2 separate regions of the Mus musculus genome follow, and region 2 is linked to region 1. The links are chromatin contacts, called in public HiChIP or PLAC-seq maps. All regions are on one chromosome and are shown on one strand. Each heading gives the region's core, a stretch centred on a gene start, on an enhancer-like site or on the middle of the called end of the contact. The rest is flanking DNA. Distances are from core to core; before and after follow the strand shown. Region 1 has its middle 3.1 kb from the start of Gm24296. Region 2 has its middle 27 kb from the start of Nfkbia.

The links. HiChIP or PLAC-seq counts read pairs in DNA pulled down with a chosen protein or histone mark.
Region 2: a contact with region 1 is called in an H3K4me3 HiChIP or PLAC-seq map of bone marrow-derived macrophages, with 5 times the contacts expected there. The contact joins two enhancer-like sites. A contact is called at or near these places in 2 of 39 promoter capture datasets (the C10 cell line and pre-B cells) and 2 of 115 datasets of contacts at active chromatin or transcription factors (bone marrow-derived macrophages and embryonic stem cells).

Annotation. Positions count from the first base shown.
Region 1 is chr12:54,992,187-54,995,838 of GRCm38.p6, forward strand. It overlaps a transcript of Baz1a not described here. Among named protein-coding and RNA genes, the nearest start is that of Gm24296, 3.1 kb to the right of the region's middle. Within about 2 kb of position 1,260, at least 95 of the 459 cell types and tissues checked have an H3K27ac peak or open chromatin away from gene starts, as enhancers often do. A contact at or near this core is called in bone marrow-derived macrophages, where this site is marked.
Region 2 is chr12:55,463,348-55,467,379 of GRCm38.p6, forward strand. No RefSeq gene overlaps it. Among named protein-coding and RNA genes, the nearest start is that of Nfkbia, 27 kb to the right of the region's middle. Within about 2 kb of position 1,919, at least 320 of the 459 cell types and tissues checked have an H3K27ac peak or open chromatin away from gene starts, as enhancers often do. A contact at or near this core is called in bone marrow-derived macrophages, where this site is marked.

The sequences.
Region 1 (3,652 bases), core at 10-2,509:
CAGTTATATTTCTCTTCACAGGCTGAAAGTTTTACCTCAGGCTACCAGTTGGCTGCTTTTCTATACCTTTGTAGCCTTTACATTGCCTGGCCTTTAGAATCTAGTTCACCTATTTGACCAACTTATCTTTCCCAAGTCAAGTACAAATATCAAACCTCCCCATATATATATATTTTTTTTAACTTAAAAAACAGATTTTGTGTTTGTTTGTTTTACACGTGAGTGTTTGCCTACATGTATGTGTGCCGCTTGCGGACAATGCCTGTGGAAGCCAGAAGAGGGTGTCGGAGCCACTAGAGTGGGGTTACAGATGACTGCTAGTAACGAATGGATGCTAGGAAACTAATATGGATCCTCCGAAAGAACAGCAAGTGCTTTAACCACTGAGCCATCTCTCCAGCTCCAAACTTTCCAAGATTAAATATTTTGCCTGTTTCAAACTTAAAATAAGAACCTCGTACTTAGTTCTAGTGTGCTAGGCAGAGTAAAGCCTCCAGAGGTGCCCATGCCTGTATGTTAGTTTATACAAGAAACTCACAGACATAATTAAGGTTAAGGGCCTTGAGGTGGGCCGATTGCCTTGTGCTCCTCAGTTGTGTCTAACCTAACTATAGGAGTTCTTAAAAGCAGACACTTCCCAACTATGCTTATTATTATTATCATCATCATCATCATTATTATTATTAGATGTACTCCTGGGGGGAACCAGAGCCTACCACATGTAGGTAAGCACTTCACTGCTGAGCCATAGCCCCAGTCCCTGACTGAGGATGATTGCACAAAAGTCAGAGACATGTGGCACTGCTGGTTTTGGATGAAGAAACTGGGTCAAAAGCCAAGGAATGTGGTTATCTCTAGTCAAGGTTTCCACAACTGGGCTACATCCCCCAGCCCTTGTGGTTGTCTCTAGAAGCTAGACGGGGCAAGATTATCCCCTAGAAAGGTCCAAAAGGTGTACAGCCCTTCTGTACCTTTATTTTAACCTGCTGAAACTTAGTTTCGGCCCCCGACTTAACTAAGTTTATGGTAGTTATATAAATTTACACTGGCAATATAACATTAAAAGACCCAGTTTAGAGTCTGGAAGTATTTGCAAGCCTCTCGGATGCTTAATGCTGATTTCTCTTGCCATTCGTGTTTTGTATACAGCTATGCAAGCAGCTTTCAGCTATTTGGTATTTCATTGCCGCCCAGATCATGAGATCAGAGGTGGGACTTTTTGTCCCCACTTGTGCAGTCACGCCCATATTCAAACTTTAGATTCGGAAGCTTTTTGGTTTATAGTTGTTCCGCCTGTACAATCATACACGTGCAAGTTGGCATGCATACAGTCAGAGAATGATTATAAAGGCACAAAAACGTCTCCCTGATGAGATTCCATCTCCTCACACCCCCGTGGGGAATCTCACGCCCACCAAACACCTTTCTCTAAATAGCAGCTTCTTCACCACAGGGATCTATGCCCCAGGCTCTGAACTAGTGCAGGTCTGTTTTACAGGGGAGGGGAGGACGAAGCCTGTTGGCCTTTCTCCTCCTTCTTCCTTCTCGACCCATACTTTCAGAAGGAGATCTGTGATCCTTCCCCATTCTCTGCATTTGTGGTGTCTTTACCTACCCTCTGTACTTCCTTTTTTGCTACTGAAACCACCCTCGATTCTGACTCCTAACTGACAAATCCAATACACTGTGCCCAGGGAAGACATCAGCCCACTCCTTCCCATTCTCTCTACCCCGGCCTCAGTGATCCACTCTTCTCCCTGAAAGATTCTGAATCTGCCTGGTATCAGCCTGTTCACTGCGCCCTGATGTGCGCCAGCTCCCTGCTATCTCTTCCCTTGTCTCTCCTCAGAGAAGCCCTTCCTAAATCTGCCTCCCCACCCCGATCCTGAGTACAATATCTGTACCCGTTCTCACTGAACATGAGCACATCCAGGGTGTTCTTTATTTTCTTGGGGACCCTGTTTCGGTTTCCTGAAGACTTACGATGAGTGACTCTCAAAACTGACGTCACCAAGATGCGTCTGGGGGTAGTGGGTACTGGATCTGGCAGAGCCGTCAAGGCAGGGAAACTACTGGAGAAGAGGAGGTAGAAGCTTAATCACAAAATGAGCCTACTGCAGCCCTCCCTTGTGGGCTCTCACTCCTTGAAGCCCCCAGTTACCTGCTGCCAGCTGTACTCTGCAACTGACAGCATGTCATGACTCTTTCCAGAACAGAGACTGCATGGCATTAATTATGATGTATCACCATACGTATTATTGTTTATGTTATGGTGCCGTCTCTATAAATTAAACTTCATCCTCATATGACTGTGTAGGTGACTGTGTAGGTGACGCTAAGAGAAGAAGCAAAGCAATGATTCCAAGATTTCAGGCCTGGGAGTCTAGAATAGCAAGTAACAGCATTGGCAGAAATGGGGTGATCAAGAATAGACTAGGAATGGGAGGGAGCTGAAATACTGCGCTATGGACTGTGGTGGCTCCTGCCTTACAATCCTAACATCCTGAGGCAGGTGGATCATGTGCCTTCAAAGCCAGGCTGGGCTACAGAGTAACCCTTGTCTCAAAAACTTTAATAACAACAACAATAATAAATATATTATTAAATTGTTCCCAGAAATAGGAAATAAGGATGTCCTGAAGTTGATAGATTTACATGATATCTGCCCATTAGTCAAATCTGTTTATACTCTTTCCTTTCTTCAAGTAACCACTCACACAGCCAAGTGCCCACCTACTCATGGTGTTCAACAAAGCTATGAGGTACCTTTGTGATCATTTCTAGATATTACCAAAAAGCTGCTGCCTAGTCTAGGGTCTTCGCCGACCCTCTGCTTGTCTTTGAAGGCATCCTACACTGGCTCTGTTGAGTGTTGCCCCTCAGCAGGTTTTCTAGACAATCTCTTTCCCACTTTCCTGAAGTCTCTGACCAGAGTTCCTTCTCTTTTAGCTCTAACCTTTACTCTCAGCAATCACTTACCTCCTGCTTTATTTACAGAGTCCAGGCCATGTCGCATGACCTCTGTTTTCAATGCAAATTCCCCATTTTTCTCCTTCCCAAGAATTTAATATGCTCTGTCATAGTTAGCTTCAATGGTCACCCTGGCACATTGGGATTAGGGAAGCTGCTCAATTGCCCATAGGTCAGTCCTCCATTGGATTGACCTGTGGACATGTCTATAGAGCATTTTCTTGATTGCAAATTGATGTAAGAAGTCTCAGCTCACTGTGGGTAGTGTCACTCAGGCAGGTGGCCCTGGGCTGTATAAGGAAAATAACTAAGAGACTGAAGGGAGCTTCTGGCCGTGGCATTTATCACAGCAACAGACAACAAGCTAGAACATGTACCTTTGACATGTTTTGTCCACCTTAGATCCTTCCTTACTCCTGGAAGTCTCTTTCTCTAATACCTCTCCCCTTCTTAGTGTTTTCCTTTGGTCTAAGGTCTATTAACATATCCGAGCCTCCCTTCACTCTCACACATTTAAACTTTTCACTCTCATACATTTAAACTTCACTTTTATTCCCTCAGAGGAACTTTATAAGGATCAGGCCAGCCTCAAACTCAGAGATGTTCTGCCTCTGCCTCTCTGCCTCTCTGCCTCTCTGCCTCACTGCCTCACTGCCCCTCTGCCCCTCTGCCCCTCTGCCCC
Region 2 (4,032 bases), core at 669-3,168, 470 kb after region 1:
GTAAATGCTTTAGTAGTCACATTTAAGAAACAGGTAAGTAAAAAGGTATACAGAGCGTGATGGCACATCCTTGTACCCCTAGCACACAGGAAGTGAGGAGGCATGGGGATCAGGAGTTCAAGGACAGCCAGGGCTACAAAACCCTACTGAACAGAATGAAATAAACAATTGAAAAATAGGTAGGAGGGTTGGAGAGAGGGCTCAGTGGTTAAGAGCACTTGCTGTACAATCGTGAGGACAGGTGGCAAGTGTGTGCTCATCACTCCAGGGCTGGAGACAGGAAGATGCCATGGGCTTGCTGGCTTCCAGCCTAACCATGCCCCAGGTTTGCACATGCACACACACTCACACACACACTCATACACACACTCGCACACACTCACACTCACACATGCACACTCACACACAAACTCACATGCACACACACACTCACACCTACACACACAAACAATAAACCTTTACAACAGAAAAAGGGAAAACTAACTTTAATAAAAACTCCAAAACATGCTTTTTTAATCATATAATTGAAAAAATATTTTTATTAATTTTTACACTCTGTTTTTTTGTTTGTTTTTTATTTTAGTTTTTGGGGAGAAAAGGTCACAAGTAGCTACACTCCTCTTTTGTTCTTACTAAGCCTTTGAAGCCCAGCACATATGATAGCCTACTTTATTTCAGACTGTTCACATTTCAAGGAGTGGGCTGGGGATGTAGCTGTGTGGTTGAGCAGTTGCCTAGCAGCAAGGCCCTGGGAAGGGAGAGAGAGAGAGATAGTAATCTAAGCGGTGGGCACCAGGGTTTTGTTGTTGCTGTTTTTCCGAGCTGGACTCACTGTGTAGCCAACGACTGCCTGGAATTCCGGGCGCAGGCCGGCCTACGAGCTTGCTGTGCTCTTTAGCCTGCAGCTGGTCCTGCTACACAGATCTGCAGTTCCAGCTCTGAGCCTCCCTCCTCTATTCGTTTCCCCTCCCCTCCATCCTTCCTGTCGCTCCTATTTCATGTCTTATTTTTTGATTCCTTAGGAATTGAGACAGACGTTCACCTGCCAACACTCTTCAGCTTCCCACAGATGTGTCTGAGGAAACCCAAGGTGAGCTGTCTGTCTCCACAGAGCGCAAGGGGAGGGCTTGACAGGCCCTTTCTCCTTTGTTGGCAGCATTCCTGGCAGTTGCCAAGACTTGCCAGGTTTTCACAGCAGTTTCACTTTGCCCTGGACGTAGGCTAGTGGCCAATAGGCTCTTCTTCCTTCAAGAGTCGCTGGGCATGAAGTTAATTTGATACCCAAAGTAGGAGGTCTCACAGGATTATTCACGGAAGAGGCTGCGTGTCTCTGAGTGTCCTGGAAAACTGCTTCAGCGGAAGAAAGCCTCAAGAGGAAGGCTCTGAGATGAAAGGGACAGTTAGTTTTCAGACCCAAATTTACCAGAAGTCATTTCTTCTTTATTTGCATTTCCTCTCCTTATCAAACAAAGTAACACACCCACATATGTCCAAACACACACCTGCGCATGCATTCGCAATCGAGAGAACACACACACACACACACACACACACACACACACACACACACACACACACACATGCACGCACTCGTCACACGGTGGTTTGTGCAGTTGCTATGAGCTCAGTTGCTATGATCTGTGGGGCTGGGCACGCCAGGCTTCCCGGACTGACGACAACGGGAGGCACTGGGAATTTCTCAAATGTTCACAAGAATGTGGAGAAGGAGCTCTGAGTAATCGCGATTGCGATTCTTTGAATTTCTTGTGGGAAAATGTCATGTCAATTTCCTTTTAGAGACAGCAGTCTTTGAAAGCAGTTTTGCCTGAAGAGCTTTTGTTTTATTTGTTTTGGTGTAAAAGCTCAGCTGTGGGAGGCCCCACCAAGGAGAAGTCATGCAGCTGGAGTGGCAGGGGCCACCTGTCCTGGAAACACAGCAAACTTGAGTTCTGAGTACGATCTGCTTGGCTGTGCAGTCTGGCCATTGGTATGATCAGCCTAATTAAACTGCTTATGTCTTTATTGCCCTTGTGCCTCAGAGACCCAACCTTTGGTGTCCACCCCCTTCTTCTGAGTATCTAGATGGCAGAACCTGAAAGGTGATCTATATGCCACCAGGGTAGGCCAAGGACCGTTCTTTACCCAATCCTAGCTGTCATGCCATCTGCTTTCCTGGGAGCGTCTCAGGTGCCACATGCTCTCTGACTTTCAGTTTCCATCTGCCAGGCTGACCATTATGAGCTGTGGTTTACACAGAAGGTAAAGAAAGAAAAAGGAAAATAGTAAAAACGCCACACCAACCACGCCAAACAGAGCCCGAGGGGCTTTCTCCCACTCTCTGTGGTCCGTGCAAGCTGTGACGGGCAGCAGGTCCGCCAGCCACAGTGCCCCGCCCAACGGAGCACCCAAAGCAGGAAGAGTGGGGAGGTGGAGATGCTGTAGCCACGGTGCCTGCAGTAGCCTCCACCCACTCTTTCAGAGCAGCTTGACCACGGACAGGCTGACCGAGTACAGCTTGACCGAGGTCCACGGGTGGCTGCTCACCCATCCTACCCAGCACGCCCGGCCCTGCTGGCTTCTCCTGGGTTTTTGGCATCTGCCATTACACATTTTTTTTTTTTAAAGGAGCACAATAATACTAAAACAATAATAGAAAGACTCTTTTCAGGGCCTCAACAAACACCAGAAATTTATTATTCTAGAAAAGATCTAGATACAGGGGATTGCTCTTTTCTCTTGGAAGGAGGCGGATGGACCCACATCCATGAGACATAGATCTCTTTGCCCTCCCCTGGGAACCAGACCCCTCCTGGCAGCCATTCTAGACCCATTCCCTCCCCAGGAAGGAAGAATGCATGGAACAGTGTAAGCTCTTGGGATCTAACCCCTTGCCAATTCTTTTTCTCTGTTGTTCATTCAGTCATCAAATCCATTGTTAAAACTCCCAGGGCTGGGGAGAGAGAGCCGGCTGCGCTTGACAGCAGGAAAGGCCCATCTCCTGCACAGGTCGCTTTCTTCTCATGTTGAAGGAGGCAGAGAGCCCTCCTTTAAAAAGCGCCTACAGAGCAGTTTCACCCTTTGTGAAAGAGCTTTGGCAAGCCGTGGGTTGAGTCACAGCCATGGTGACACACAGCACATGACTTCAAATTGCCCAGAAGTATGAATGGCTCCTGGCCTGTGCCTCCCCACCCTGAGGGGCTCAGAGTGAGCAGCTGCATCAGTTCAGAATGAGCAAACCACAGATTCCCATTGCTTGCTGAAGGCATCAGTCAGCCGCTGGGTTGCAGGGCCCTGCCAGGTACTTTGAATGGTGTGTGGTTTCATCTAAGCAGAGCATCTTTTTTGAAAGGTGCAGCCAGCTGCTCTGTGGGTCTTTTGAATGGGTAGAAAACTGAAGGGTGTTCTCACTTGCAACTGCAGACATCAGCCCGGCTCCAGCAGCTTGCTGGCACATTTGAAGCTTGACCCTGGAGGAGCACGGCTCTCTCGTTTGGACACTAGCTGAGAGTCTGCCTCAGATCACGCTCCAGAACCTGACAAGCTTTGGGGTCCAGAGTGAGCCACAGTGCATATCTGCCCAGCCCATATCTGGATGTGGAGCAGAAGTAGGAAGAGACAGTGGGCAGCCACGATTGCCCAGTATCCTCTGAGCCAGCTGGAAGCCAGGCAGCTGGTGGCTTGTCAATGTCAGACCGGGGTTTGAGTCATGGCCTCATCATAGCCCTCTGTGGAGGACTGACCCAAAGAGGAAATTACACAGAGCTGTGTGGTGTATGGCAGAGGCAGGGGCTTTTCCAGGGGCATCAACTGGGAAGGCAGAAAGCAAAGTTACCCACTCTGGAATCCAAGGCTTGGGACCCCCCACTTACTTCCTGAATGAGGATGCCGTGACTGTGTCTTGACCCATTTGTGATAGGTCTTGGCCCTGCTTATTCAGCTGGCAAACACGACCCACACAGTTCCTTGAACACCAGGCCATCGGCATCTGTCACCCAAAACACACACAAACTGCAGACACTCACTGATGGGTCC